2 separate regions of the Dromaius novaehollandiae genome follow, and region 2 is linked to region 1. A link is a contact called in public Hi-C data. All regions are on one chromosome and are shown on one strand. The core of a region is the stretch at or near the end of the contact, and the rest is flanking DNA. Distances in the headings are between cores, read along the strand shown. Region 1 holds the start of MRPL53 (mitochondrial ribosomal protein L53). Region 2 overlaps LOC135327595 (a long non-coding RNA gene).

The links. A called contact is a pair of places that touch in the nucleus more often than the background predicts.
Region 2: a contact with region 1 is called in a Hi-C map of ovary, with 3 times the contacts expected there. The contact joins the enhancer-like site here to the promoter of MRPL53 in region 1. A contact is called at or near these places in 2 of 4 Hi-C or Micro-C datasets (brain and ovary).

The regions. Positions count from the first base shown.
Region 1 is chr2:124,526,162-124,533,192 of bDroNov1.hap1, forward strand. MRPL53 (mitochondrial ribosomal protein L53) reads right to left here and starts at 2,565. Exons shown (of 3, transcript XM_026100688.2): 1 at 2,431-2,565; 2 at 698-810. The coding sequence starts at 2,519. It overlaps LOC112983525 (a long non-coding RNA gene), which reads right to left. Exons shown (of 4, transcript XR_003259251.2): 4 at 3,584-6,569.
Region 2 is chr2:124,827,011-124,834,041 of bDroNov1.hap1, forward strand. It overlaps LOC135327595 (a long non-coding RNA gene), which reads left to right. Exons shown (of 2, transcript XR_010387932.1): 2 at 3,669-4,222. Among named protein-coding and RNA genes, the nearest start is that of ZBTB10, 81 kb to the right of the region's middle. Within about 2 kb of position 4,496, at least 2 of the 2 cell types and tissues checked have open chromatin away from gene starts, as enhancers often do.

The DNA of each region.
Region 1 (7,031 bases), core at 1,315-3,814:
GGACAAAAGCAGATTAGAGCCATCTGTTCACAGCCTAGACTCTGGGCTGCTTCCAGAACTGACAAAATTTTCACCATCAGTTCCCTCCCTATTCACAGAATCACAAAATGGTGAGGTTGGAAGGGACCTTTAAAGATCATACGGTCCAAAATACATCATTTGTCACAGATCAGTTGACCTCATTTTGTAAGTCCTTCTGCACATGAAAAGTCTTATCCTTGTGAGCTGTTCCTTCACACTCAGTAAATACATAGCAAGTTACTCAGAGGCATAAGCATCTAAAGCAATCAGCTTTCTAGTCTCAAGATTAAGATGCCTCTGCCAGAGATAATAAGATGGACAGAATGTGAACATATTTTTACATTCAAACAGAGCTACATTCACTGGAATTCCACCTGAGCTGCAAGGGCACACAAGTATGTCGCTTCAAATGTGGACTCTAGCCTAAAATTAAGTCAGCTTTTTGATCTAAGATCCAGCAGTTCTAACTGTAGTATGAAGATATATATACACATTTCTCTATACATTAGTCTGTTAATAATTCCCTCTTCCTTTTTTCTTCTTAACTGTACAACATGTAGCTGTGGACCAGAACCAAAACAAAGCAGTCACAATAAAAAAAACAGAGAAGATAATACTACCATAACAACCCAAATCTGGAAGGACTTTCTGTAAAGATTAAAAATAAACTCCTTACCAAACATAACATCTACAAGTGGTTCAGACCCATCATGTCTTACATCAGCAGTCACTTCACAGTTCCTGTTGGTGTCATAGATTTTTTTATGGTATATTCGTTGAAGAAATATTCTGAAAATACATTTGAAAATGTATTAAGTATATTACAGATATTTCTATAATTAATTTTAATAGCTTGACGTTGCTAGCTGATGAAAGTATAAATAAAATAGGATTTTCATTTAATAATTTCAGACATGTACTTCTTACGAGAGAATCACTCTCAAAAATTCAAATGGAGGTGTTATGTGCTATTATGTAAAAAGCATACTAAAGAATTTTTCAAAAATTCAGTGTATGCACTTTCTGCATTTCTCTCAGCTTGGTTACTAATATAAAAAATGCAGAATCAGCAAAGCCATTCTCATTTTTCCTTATACAACATTTACTTACCACTGTTTTATTGTTTGGGTTCAGACCGCATTTAGTTATTTAACAATATCTGTTTCCAGTAGGTTTCTCATATGTATGAAATCTACTTGACATTCAGTTGACTTAAAAACATTCTAGATTAGGTTGTGTTAACAAGACCATTTTAATAGTAGATGTGTGTGTAAATGGAAAATGCCATTTTATATTCCTTCCATGCAGAACTGGCAGAGGTTGCATCACTCCAGAAGCATAATTTCTTAGATCTCTCGAGCAGCCAATTACCAAGACACAGCAGCAGGTGTTTCCTCCTTTCTCTCCCATTACAAGCATTTGGACCAGTAACTTTAGTCCCACACCTACATCCTCAGCAACTGAGAGAGCAGCATCTCTATGAGTAGACTGGAAAAGTTAAACACATACATTGATATGCAAGAGTCTATACTCAGACATGGAGATCCTCTACAAATCTGCTTAAAATTAATGCTGTGCACATTCTGACAATACTTAGCATAAACATAGCCTTTAAGACAAATACAGTGTCTTCTCAACCATTATAAAACGTTAAGGTTCTGTCTTGACTAAACTAAACTATGAAGCCATGCTAAATGCAGGCCCTCAAAGACCAAGATTGTGAAAGTTATATAAAGCATATAGTGAACGTAAAAGCTGGTGAAAGGGAAGTTCTTCTTCAAAGAATGAACAAAAAAACGCCCTTTTCTTACAGATTCACTCCCGCTATGTGTTCTTTCTTACACTTGCTATAGCACCAGCAAACTGTATGGTTTTGCAGTGGCAGTAATTTTAGCTGCTGCCTTTTACTTCTACTACCAATGTAGTCAGGGCAACAGTTGGAGTGGCTCTGGCCTCTACTCCGTCCTTTTTATTTAGGGAATTACTTTTTGTGTTCCTAAGCGCAACTACGAGAAAACCCAGCAAACATCGTTGTGGAGGAGTCACCAAGACAGGGCTCTGTGGAGGGGCCTAGGGCACAGGCCGCACTGGGGTCACTTTAGGTTTTAATTTACAGCATAACTATTAAAAAGTGCTAGTTAGGATAACCCCAGCCCCCAAAATAAATAAATAAAATTATAAAACCAAAAAGGGAAAAGCATAAAACCAAAAGCCCACGAGGATTGGGCGTACGAGGGGCGCTCTTTAAACTGAAGCTGCGGAGGGAGCCCCGAGGCCCGGGGGAAGATGGCGGCGCCCACCGGCCGCCTCCCTCCGCAGCGAGGCCCGAGGCACCGCGGCCCCACAACCGGGACGGCGAGAGGCGCCGCGGGGCCGGGCCGGGCCGGGCGGGCGGCAGCAGACTCTCACCTTGTGCTCTCCACGTTGGGCTCGAACGGGCAGAAGCGGACCAAGATACTCTTCACGGGCCGAAGTGCCACCCGGATCTTGGACGCCATGTTCCCTCCGCCTCCCCTACTACAACTCCCAGCAGCCCCCTCGCTGCAGCAGGAGGGAAAAGGCGCCGGCGCGTCCTCGGCCCCCACGGGGCTTCTGGGAAATGTAGTGCGGGGAGCGCGCCCCTCCGGCCGCCATGTCCACCCCTTCCCTCAGGGGACGGGCAGGCTCCCAGTGCCCGCTGCGCTGCGGGACTGGCTTTCGCCTGAAGCAAAGCGGCCTGATGGGGAAAAGACCCTCGTTGTGGGGCCGGCGGAGTGTGTGTACTCCTCTGTGCGCTACATGCTAAGGGGTGGGCTTGGGGGAAGCGTTTCCCCTCGGGGTGGACCTTGGGAGAGTGGAAAGCTGTGGTGATCCCTCACCTAGAAGAAAGCTCATTTGCAGTCAACGGAGAGAGCGAGACCAACAGACCAACCTGTCCCGACTCCACTTTTCACTGCATAGCCCTCAAAATGCCAAATTTAGGCATGACTTTACATACCCAAATATAAGCGGTGCAAATACCTGCTGTGGGTATGTGAGGATTCGCTCAAGCAGAATCCATTGCAGTTGTTATTATCATAATGATTTTACGTTTACCTCTTCCAAACCAGTGCATGATTGTGGATGTGCGAAGCAACAGCTTTCTGCCCCATGTCTTTGGAATTACGACTTGATTAGCATTTATGTTTCTTCTGATAACATTCATTTTTTGTGCAATGTACTAAATGAAGTATAACTGGAACAATTACCGTAATGTATTCCTGTCATTGCAGCTGCGATGTTCTAAGGATATGAAAAAAGATGAGGTGCATAGGTAGAGGTAATACTTTTTATTAGACTAGTAGGTACACTTAAGAAAAAATTGTGTTTTTTTTTTTAAGAAGAGGTGAGGTTGCTGAGGAAGTCTGGCTTTTGTTTGCTTCATGCTGATTCTGCTCCGTATTGGGTGACAGCTTCTGATATCTTCCAGAAGTAGTGTAATAGCCAATATGCTTGGATAAACAAGGGTATGAATGAGGATAAATGAGGAGTAGCCAATATGACTAAAGATAAGTTAGAGGCAATATTTTGCAATATATCAAGAAGTAGAGTTTTTTTATTAAAAAATACTATGGAAGTAAATACATTTTTCTAATGGTTTAGATAGAGCAGTTACATACTTCGTCTTGAAACAAAGGTTTTTAGATATTCAGGTATGTATTCATGTCATTCATATATTTTCCACTAGGTGGCGGAAATCTCCTTGATAAATTGTTAAACGGTCTCACTACTTTGTTCTGCTGAGTACTGAGATCTTGTTAAGGATTAGGTATAGGGTGGAATAAACCCAGTAGTAATGGTATTTAAACACGTTGTGAATTGCTGTGGAACGTTCAATACAAACCTATGTTTCCAATCTACAGGAAATACATAAAATATCTAGCATCCTTTGTAAAGCATAACCTATTTATATTTATTGGAAGTTCTTTTTTTAAATCACATAATCTTTGAGAAAACTTATCCTTTTCATTGAGATTTAGCCAATATAAATGAAGTAGCAAAAATAAATTCAGAGGAATCAATACAGTTTTAATGTTTTTATTCTTACTCGTATGTGTCATAGTCTTTGCACAATGGGAAAAAATACATTTCTGTGAGATATCTTTTGAAAGAAATCCCCTCTTTAACCAACAATGGCTGATTTATTTTTAATTTTGCCTGAGTAAGATATGAAGGTTCAGATCCAGAACAAGATAAACAGAATGTTTTATATTTTAGAAGGTAAACTTGTAGCTTACAAAATTTCAACATAAATTTCTTAATTGTAACATGAAGATATTTATTCATTCTATTTAAAATCTGTAGCAAAATTTCCGCCAGCTTTTATGGAGCATTACAGGGATAACAGCAACAAAGGAATGAGGAAGTAAGAATGATCACTGATTGTCCTACGGGCTCCCTTCCTCACACTAGTGGTACTGTGGCACTTACTGGCTCCAAAATAAGTGTGGCAAAAATATTTTTATATTTTCGCCTATTGTGTTTTGATAGTAGTTTCATGTAGAATGTGCTTAGCTTATTTAGCACAATTCAATGAAAAGAAAATTTTGTCTTCTCATTTCCACACTCAGATCAGTTAACTTTTTAACATTTATTGTCAGCAATAGAAGTTGCATCTTTCCTCTTAAGCCATCTTTTTGGAAGAACTGAAAACCATCTGTGCTCTTGCAAAAAAAATTTTTTTTTTTTTTTGAAATCTGAAAGATTTGTAATAACATGAAAGAATATCTATTTGGTAACTGAAAAACTCTATATTCTTTTCCTCCCTTGATAGGATAGAATATAACTGAAATGAAACCAAGGGAGCTGATGACTATGAGTATGAATATCCTGAACTTGGATCCTCACCATACTTGAGGACAACCAAGTTTTTTTTCTACATTCACACTAAATGCAGAAAGTATAGTTTGTGATAATGATCATTCTAGTAAAACAGTGCTAACTTTTGCAGTAAGTAAATGAGATAGATAGCCATCAAAGTGACACATATTTAAAAAAACAGTTCCTTCACCTGCCTTTCAACCCAGGTTAACTGCAGTCTGTTGGACTACCCTGGTTTTAAACCAGAGTAACCAATTGACCTCTGAAGAACAATTTTAATTGCCATTTCAGGATATCTCATAACAACTCATCTGTGAAAGACCTTGAATCAGTCCCTCCAACTCTAGCAAGTAATTTGGGAATTCTGAAACATCTGCATTTGAGACTGTTCTCCAGGGACGTCCCTTGGAAGCTGAATGATTCATGATTCTTCTACCTAGTGATAACCACACACATTCCTAAAGTATAATAACATGAACAGATATAAATGTTATAATATCATAATAAAAATAATTTTAACATTCCTTTCACCAGGCTGATCTTTTTTTTATAAATATTTTCTCATCCCAAGTCTACAGACTCACGTCATTAGTTTCACTGCAGTCTAGTCACAACCCCATAGGTGATTTGTATCTAAGCATCACACATAGCAAGCAAAAAAATGCAGCAATTTTTTTACACTCTCATTAGGAAGACAGGCAGAAAAAGATTATAATTTTAGTTATAGTCAGTGAATTTTCCTCTTTTCTCATTGCTTCTCCCAGTTCTCTTAGATCCAGGGAGGATTCTTTTTCCCTTTTCTTTCTTTATCACTTTCATTTTCTGTAATGTTTTCTGACTACATAAAGGCCCATATTTCAGAGCTCTTGGAATCCAATTTCTCCATAGTTTGGGCATGTCTGGTTTTAGCATCTTGACTCTGTTTTTTGATTGCTCTTCAATTAATTTCTTCCCTTAAAATCTTGTGGTCTTTCAGATTTTTTTCCAGAACATTTCATGGCAGAGAGCTCTGGATGCTTCATTCCAGGTATGGTATTATACCTCCATGCATTTATTTGGTTCATTATCTCCTCTTGTCCTCAGCTGATTTCTTCCTTTGCATTTTTATTCTTTTTTCATGATTCTTTCTCTGAATCCTGTCACAAATGTCTGTAGGCCCAGGATTTAGCAATCAGAATTTCATGTCCACACATCTAGTTATAACACCATGTAATGCTGCCTTCAGGGTATTAGCCCCTGCTAAGGAGAGGTGAGCCAAAATAAATCCAGCGGCCTGCCTGTTTTGCACTGAGGTGATGCTTCCAGACAGACAGCCAGGAGAGGGTCTTTGAAAAAGACAGTGTGCTGGGCTTGACAGTAAAAAAGAGTCCTTTCTGGAAGCAGAAAAACCATCTGACAAGTCCAATATCAGGAGGCAAATCTTCATAAGAGCTATGGACAAAGAGGGTCAAGATCACAAAGGACTTGTAGGAAGTCATTATAAAATACTAGTGCCACACTTGCGGAAACGTCGGGATGATTTCCTTGCTATACCTGGAGGAGCATTGCTTGTTGTAACTGAGTCATAAAAACAGAAACCAGTCTGTGTTTTCTGTCTTGTTTTGTTTCTTCCTTTGAACTGAGTATTCTTACACCATATGTCAGTTACTGCATTTTAAAAATATATCCTCAAAGAAAAGAGCCTGGGAAGATCCTTTTTCCTCTGGAAACTAAAGAAGTTAAATATAGCTTTAAACCAATAGTAATACTAATTTTGTGTATCATTTATAAATCTACTAATAATTTTATGCTGTTAATATGGTTTTCAGAAATAAAATTAAACTCAACCAGCAAAAGTACCACTTAAAACAAGTTTGTTTTATAACTCATTCTGAAATAATAACTCTGCATATCAGTGAAGAAAAGCTTTTATGAGAGTGAAAAAACAGATTCCCTAGCTGCTCTTTACTCCTCTGCAAACAGATATTTCTATTGCTTGAGGTTAACAGTTGCTAGCAGAAATGTTTGCTAAAGTAATATGCAGTATTTAACTGGCAAAGAACATATTGTGCCAGTTCCTGACTTTTATAACTTAATTTCTTGATGATAATACTGGATGATGATACTGGAGTTTTTCAAGCTACATCTTCGTATGAGAAAGAACATAAGCTTTACTTCCTCTGTTTTTCTTC
Region 2 (7,031 bases), core at 3,246-5,745, 300 kb after region 1:
GACCTTTTTTCAACTCTCCGGTTCATGTGCTAGGCCCATCTCGCGCTCTCCACACAGCATGGGCAGCTGGAGGGAGCGCAGGAATTCACAGTGTCGTGGCCATAACCAATCCAAATGCCTCTGCAGTCTGTCGCCACCGGAAATGTTTTAGTATTAAGACAAAGGTGTACAGATTTGGGGTCTCCAAATTTCCTCTAGGAATTTTGCTATGAAAAAAAGTATTAAAATTTTTGTGTCTGCATCTGAGTATTTCTGCATTGTGACTTGAGAGCACTTCCAACGGACTTGGGATCTTTGAGGCAGTCATTCTCAGCAGAAGTCATGACACTCTAAACATTTGCTTATTTGGCAAATATGTTTAATTTAAGAAAACTATTTGAAATGTGTATAATAATGCCTAAAAGTCTATGGAAATATTTGAGTTAAAATACTAACAAGTATGTGTTTGCACTTGCAGCTTTAAAGAAGTACTACTAAAGACTACTGAATTAATTAATTTGTTTGCTAAGCACTAGCTCTTGAGTTTGTTAATGCACTAGACCAACTTTTGACAGAGTAATTTCTTCTGTATATACAGAAGGAATATTTTCTTCTCAAATTATTCCAAGTAATTCAGGTTAATCAATAGTTTGTTTCTGGTCACTGAGATTTAGAAGGGGCAAATTTCATCCTCTTGCACTTCTATTATTCATTATTTGTAAGGAAAAAAATTTTTTTCATTTCCCAGTGAATGATTGGTTCACTAGCTATAATCAATGTTTCTTCACTTCGATTGCAAAATATTTTAATAAATTTACTCTCCTTCCTATGTATCCTCATTACCTGACATAATATTCTCTAGTTTTAAAAATGCTTCTTTGCAATTTTTGCAAATATGGTTGAATACATATTGCAAGGAAAAATCTAGGTAATCTACTAAGTGTATTAACTACTTTTCCTAACAAGAAAGTTAAAATTAGGAGCATACAGAAACATGAACAATCATGAGCAAAGTCATTTAATTGCTTAATTAAATATTTATAGTGTTTGATTAGTAAAAAGTACTAATCTGTGCTAAAATTACATTTAGTTGCAGACCACTGTGTTTTAGTATCACAAAGGAGAACGCAATTTTTCTTCTGAAAAATAAAAAAGTACAAATGGAAAACAAAATTAAAATAGATAATTTATAGGTCTTCTGCTTGCTTTTAAGTTTGTCCTGCCTGGCACATTACAGTTGTGTGTACAAGGTTGCTCAGGACAATAGGCATTCCTAATAGGAAACAGCTGGGTTCCAAAGTGTTAACTGAAATAAAAGCAGTGAGCAAACTTGTACTGTTTTCAAAATATAAGCAAGCTCAGCTATTGCCAAAAAAGCAAAAAGCACTATTCTCTGCTGAACTAGAATTTCAGCATTTTAAACAAATCACTTTTTAATCTAGTTCATACACCACATGTAAAATAAGATTTTGTTCGTTTTTTAGGGCTTATATCTGTTAAACCTCAGAGCAGGGAACACTGATACTCCACTAATGAGAATTAAAGAAGAATCTCATGAAATCCCAAAGTCCATTATACATTATTAGAGAAACAGTCTACGAATGAGAAAATACTTTAAAAAAAAGAAAAGAAAAGAAAAGAAAAAAAAAAGGCAAGAGGAAAAAGATGCTAATTCTTTATTTGGGAAATACTATTCAGTTACCATTAACTCACAAGATGTGCGGTTAATTGGTCTCCTGTAGATTTGTGAGATCACATTTTTCTTGAAAACAGATGGTGATTAAACTGCTCAGCAAAGAAACTTCCTTTGATCTTGCTAAATGAATGTATACACACGAACTATGCATTTTCCTACAGCTGCATATTGTATCTTGAGTCAATTCAAATCCAACCTTTTCCCATAGATTAGCAGCTCCCAAACAGCAGGAGCTGAAGGTGCTTCTGTCTCCTTCAGCATACGTTTCTCTCCCTGTGCCCCCGTGAAGGCGAGCACGAGCTGGTGGGTGCCGGGCCAAGGACAGGGAGGCATGGATGGGGTGCTCGTGCTTGCCTGGCCGCAGATGCTGCCACTCTGGCCCGAGCAGCTCTTGTGCTTTTGCAGTTCAGTTTTTTTGGTCAGGAGGAGCTTGCAGCTACTCTAGAGCAAGCTGTGGCAAGGAAGAGGCTGCTTTTGGGCTTTCCCAGATCTTCCCCTCAGCAAGAGCCTTTCCAGCCACCCGGCAGCCCCAGTTTAGTTCTTGCCACTTCCTCTCGTGGTGCTCTGCCACGCACCCCATAGGAGGCACGGATGGCTCCTGATGGGCTCCTGCCTGGGAGCTATGGCCCTAGATGATCTAGCACTCAAAACACTTGGTCCTTCAGCCTAAGCATTGACTGCACTTCAGGGCTGGGGTGTACAAGACATGAAGAGTCAGACCTAACCTGATTATGTATGTTTCTTATAGTTCATCCTACAGAAAGAGAGACAAAAAAAGATGTATTAAGAGCATCTTTGCTTTAGAGTAAAGCAAGCCTGGACTGAACAGCAAAGAAAGATTTTGCTTATATGCAACCTATTCAAATGCACGATAGCAGTGTAAAGGCAGTGGTATTTTATCTATCCAGAGATGTGCACTCATCTAGTTTATATTCAGTTAATAATATTTTTACAGTATGTATTTGTATCTGATGGGCTAAAGCCCTTAATTTTATATTCTTTTCAAGAATTAGCATGGAATTCACGTTTTCCTATTTACTGAGCTACCGGACTATGCTAGTTTTCTGACTGCATAAAGGATACATCCAGTACTTCTGAGGTTTTGGGATTTTTTTTAACGCTGTCCTTTTAAAAAATGCAATGCTTTCTGTATGTTGCTTGATACAAAAAAAAACCCAACAACAGATTTCTTACCAAGGTCCCTACAATGAGATCCACAGAACCCACTGACTTGAAAAAATGCCTGAGGACAGGCAGCATCAGCCGTTACCAATTGCCGTACCGCCCATAGCTATGACCATTTACATCTGCAGAGGATCTGCCCCCAGGAAGGTTACACAGAGCTAGCTGAAGGGATGCTCAGGTGTGGTACAGGAGGCTCTTTGCAGCTGGTAATCTCCATTACCAGGACGTGGCCTATAACAGCAACAGAAAGACACTACTGCATTTCTCTGCAATCTGTACCTGTTCTGTGGGTCTGATTTAGCTCCAGCCGCAGTCCCTCAAATCAAAGCATTGACTGCAGTGGTCAGTCCTTTGTTGTCACTTACTATCACAAAATTTACTTTTTAAAATGAGAAAGAGCTTCCAACTCTGGCAGTAATGGACATACTGAATACTTTTAATATATCTATATATATTTGGAAAGTATTTGAGAAAAAGTGTTTTGTCTTTTTTTATACAACTTTTAGCCAAATAGAAATATTCTGATTATTACTTCTGTAGATATATGTCCACCTGTAAATAAATTCATATATTCAGGTACCTGAACCTGGAGGAAAAAATAATAATAAAGACTGTTCACCGGCTATGCGTTTTGCTAGCTTTCGGTTCCTTTGTACATAGGAAGTAACTGTTTAAATGTTGGGTGGGTTTTTTTTTCTTTTTAATTTAATTGCTGTTCCTCTAAAGAAAGAAGAAGAAGAAAAAAATCTTTTGACTTTGTTTTCTCTTTTCTGAGTTAATACGAAGATTTTCTAACTTTTTACTGCAGAAACGGATAAATACCTGGTGCTATGTGAATTTGAGTCAGACTGGCCATAACAGACACACCAGTTAGGATGCACTTTTCCTATGGCACACAATGTATTCTCTCAGAATGGACTTTCAAAGGACCATCAGATGTTTACATTTCTTCTTGTTGCCCCAAATAGTTTTGAATACCGAAGTATCTCCCAGAAAACAGAGAAAGACATGATGCATTACTGATGTAATGAAACCTTACATTTAGGTATCTATGACAAGTTTGTACAAATACCATTTTAGAGATAGTTGAAATATTGGGCTTTCATACTTTGTAATGCTTTGATGTGACAATACGTATGCTGTTGCTATCTAGTCTAACCTCATTGTAGACCTGTAATTTCCTGTTTATGGTTATGTCATGAATTGCACTGGCTTGAATTCAGCCCGATACTGGCTGTCCAGCTGAAATACTCTGACTGTTATGATGTCCACAAAACATTAATTAAATGCACTTGTAACTGACTAACTACCAAGGAGTATGTAAAATTATTCGTGTAATAAAACCCTTTGTGTATAACTTTTTCCTCTTTGTTTACGTAAAATTTAATTCTTCAACAACCGTGAATGCCAGCGCATCTGCCAAGGATCAGCTCAAATGAATGATAACCTTTGCATGGCCTCCATTATGAACAGCAGTTTTACAGCATGAACCTGGACGTGGGAAACTGCCTCTTAAATTATGGTGTGATGTATAAGTAGCTGCATTATGGTCAAAGGGAAGGAATTCACTCGTGTTCATGCTGTAATGTTCATGCTGTAAAACTGCTCCTCCTGATGCATTAAGCTGTCAACACCTGTTTCCTGTCCTGCTCTTGCCTGGCAGTAGAGGCACAGCCTCCCTACGTGCATGCAGGGAACACTCCTCATATGCAAAGTTTCATTTGAACGGGACATTGGTAAAGCTACTGAAGCTCCTGCTTTAAACTGAGAGAGACATTCCTGAAACAGGGAGTAGTTTGGGGTTGGGGGGAGCTATAAACTAGTAGTATTTCTGCCCAAGTTCACAACTCCCCTTCTAGCTTTGTTAGGTCATACGTAGCTTTTCTTTGGCTAATACATTCTGCAAGTCCAGCTCCAATATAAATAGCAAGGCTATTAAATTTAATGAGTTGCTTTTCTCTGCCTAGGCAGCACCTCCTCACCACACACATGCATACAGAGTCTTCCACCTGTAGGAAAGGATGTCTCTAAACTAACCTGTTCTCAAATGCAGGCTCAGAACAATAGAGAGACCCTACGCTGCTGCCCAGCACCATCCGTTCTCACTAACGCTCAGGCTTCTTGTCCAAATGGTTCCTCCTCTACCAGGCAGTGAATCCAGCAGGTCGCCGGCACTGCTGGAGTGAGCGGCAGTCTTTGGTCACTTCTGCTGGCGGAGTCTCTCGTCTTCGAAGTCCAGCTGCTGCCAGGCAGGCACCCAAAGCTGTCTAACTTGTAGCCTCAGAGACCTGCGACTAGGCAAGTAAAATTTCTTCAGCCAATTCCTCTAGGTATAAAAAGGAAAGGATTTGAAGTCATATAATTAGCAAGTAGGTGTTTTAGTGGTATTTCAGATTAAATCCCGCTAAATAAATGCCACTTTAAGAGATGATAATCTCTGCTGTAATTGATGTTCCTAAAGACAGACACATAGACCATTACAGTTGCCTTTATGCAAATAACGTTTTCTAATTTTGTACAGAGCAAACACATTAAAAGAAAAAGTATTTCAGTTTAGCCCAGAGAGCTACACTCCCTCTTCTCCACTCCCCCACAGGCTTTGTCTCTTTTTGAGGTAATTCTAAAAAGCTTTTAAGAAGTGACTGTCTTACGTACATTTGGATTAGAAATATTTTAGATGGTCAGCTACTTGCTTTAGAAAGTTTTGAGACAGAATGACTCCTCTGCCTGCACCAAAAACTTCCTCTAACCTCCACTCATTTCTTTTAGCCAAAATAATTTGCTGATTTCAAATTTGGGTTTCAAATACTCTTGGTTGCACAAAAAAGTACATCTTGTTGTCGAAAGATTCTATGCATTTTGCACTTAAAATGTTGCCATCCTCTTTTCTTTTATAATGGTACTTTTGCGACCTGTTCTCCAAGTCAGGTGCTACAGAATCACTATGATATAATTTTACTTCTTCTCCTGTAAGGTTCTGGTAGAAAGCTGCTGCTCCCAAAACAATTTATTAGAAATGAAAATACTACTTAGAAAACAGTAACATTATTTTGGTGCCCCTTAATTAAATGCATTATTTTCTACTTTATTTGCTTTAACTGCCAACATTTTTCTCCCCCTTACACCCACTCTTTTTCATGATGCCAAGAAAAATATTTAGGTTATAAAAATTACAGTATTGGTTTGAAGACCAAGCTATATTGCTTTTTATGGCTGTCAAAATGAAAAATAAACATTATACTAAGATTTATGTTCTAAATTTAGCTTTAAAGAGGAGAAAGAAAGAGAATAAGAACTTGCACATTCCTTAATTGTGTTTTCCTGCTTGTCCCCAGATGATACCACCATGAAAAGATGAAGGTTTTATTTTGTAATTGCTGGGGAAGGAAAAGAGAAGAGATTTCAAACACATTCATTTTAACACAAGGCAGATGACAAACAAATTTCTCATAATGCTTTGTCTCAGCTTTGTCTTAGCTTTGTCTTGTAGTCACCATAGTACGTCTTGCTCTGAGACAAGGCTTCATTGAATTTTTTTGCCAGATTGTAAAAAACAAAACAAAACAAAACAAAACAAAACATGGAGCAGGAGAAAGGGAGGAAACATTACCGAGGATTGGGTTAAACTACCGAACTTGTTTTTAAACCAGCCTTATGGGATAATTCCAAGTTTCTAGAACTGACTTAGCACCAAGCTTTAACTTCAATATTTTCCAATAATATGTGATCATTCCCTTTTGGTTACAAGACTATGGTGACCCTTCCTTTCCAGACCTTTTTGGCTGTAAGCTAGGCAGGCTTTTTAGCTTTCTTTCTTAGTGTTACAAGGAAAAAATAAATATAATGCTGTTTTAGAGGCTCATATCCCAAAGTTAGTTTTGCAAATGAAAACACATGGAAAAAGGAAAAGTAACTAGAAAACAATCCTTTATAGTGAAAGTTGTAAATACGCACCAGATATGTTTGTATTACACACACAGCTATTACTGAAAACAACTCAGTGCTCACCAGGCTTTCTGAAACAGGTGGGAACTGCAGATTCTCTGCATCTGAAAATGTTATGATTAAGACCATTCATTGCAGAGGCAAAGTTATCAAGGACTGACCTCTTGTGGTATGCAATGAAGCTACAGTCTCCAAAAACTGAGTTAGCAAAAGTCAACACAATGGC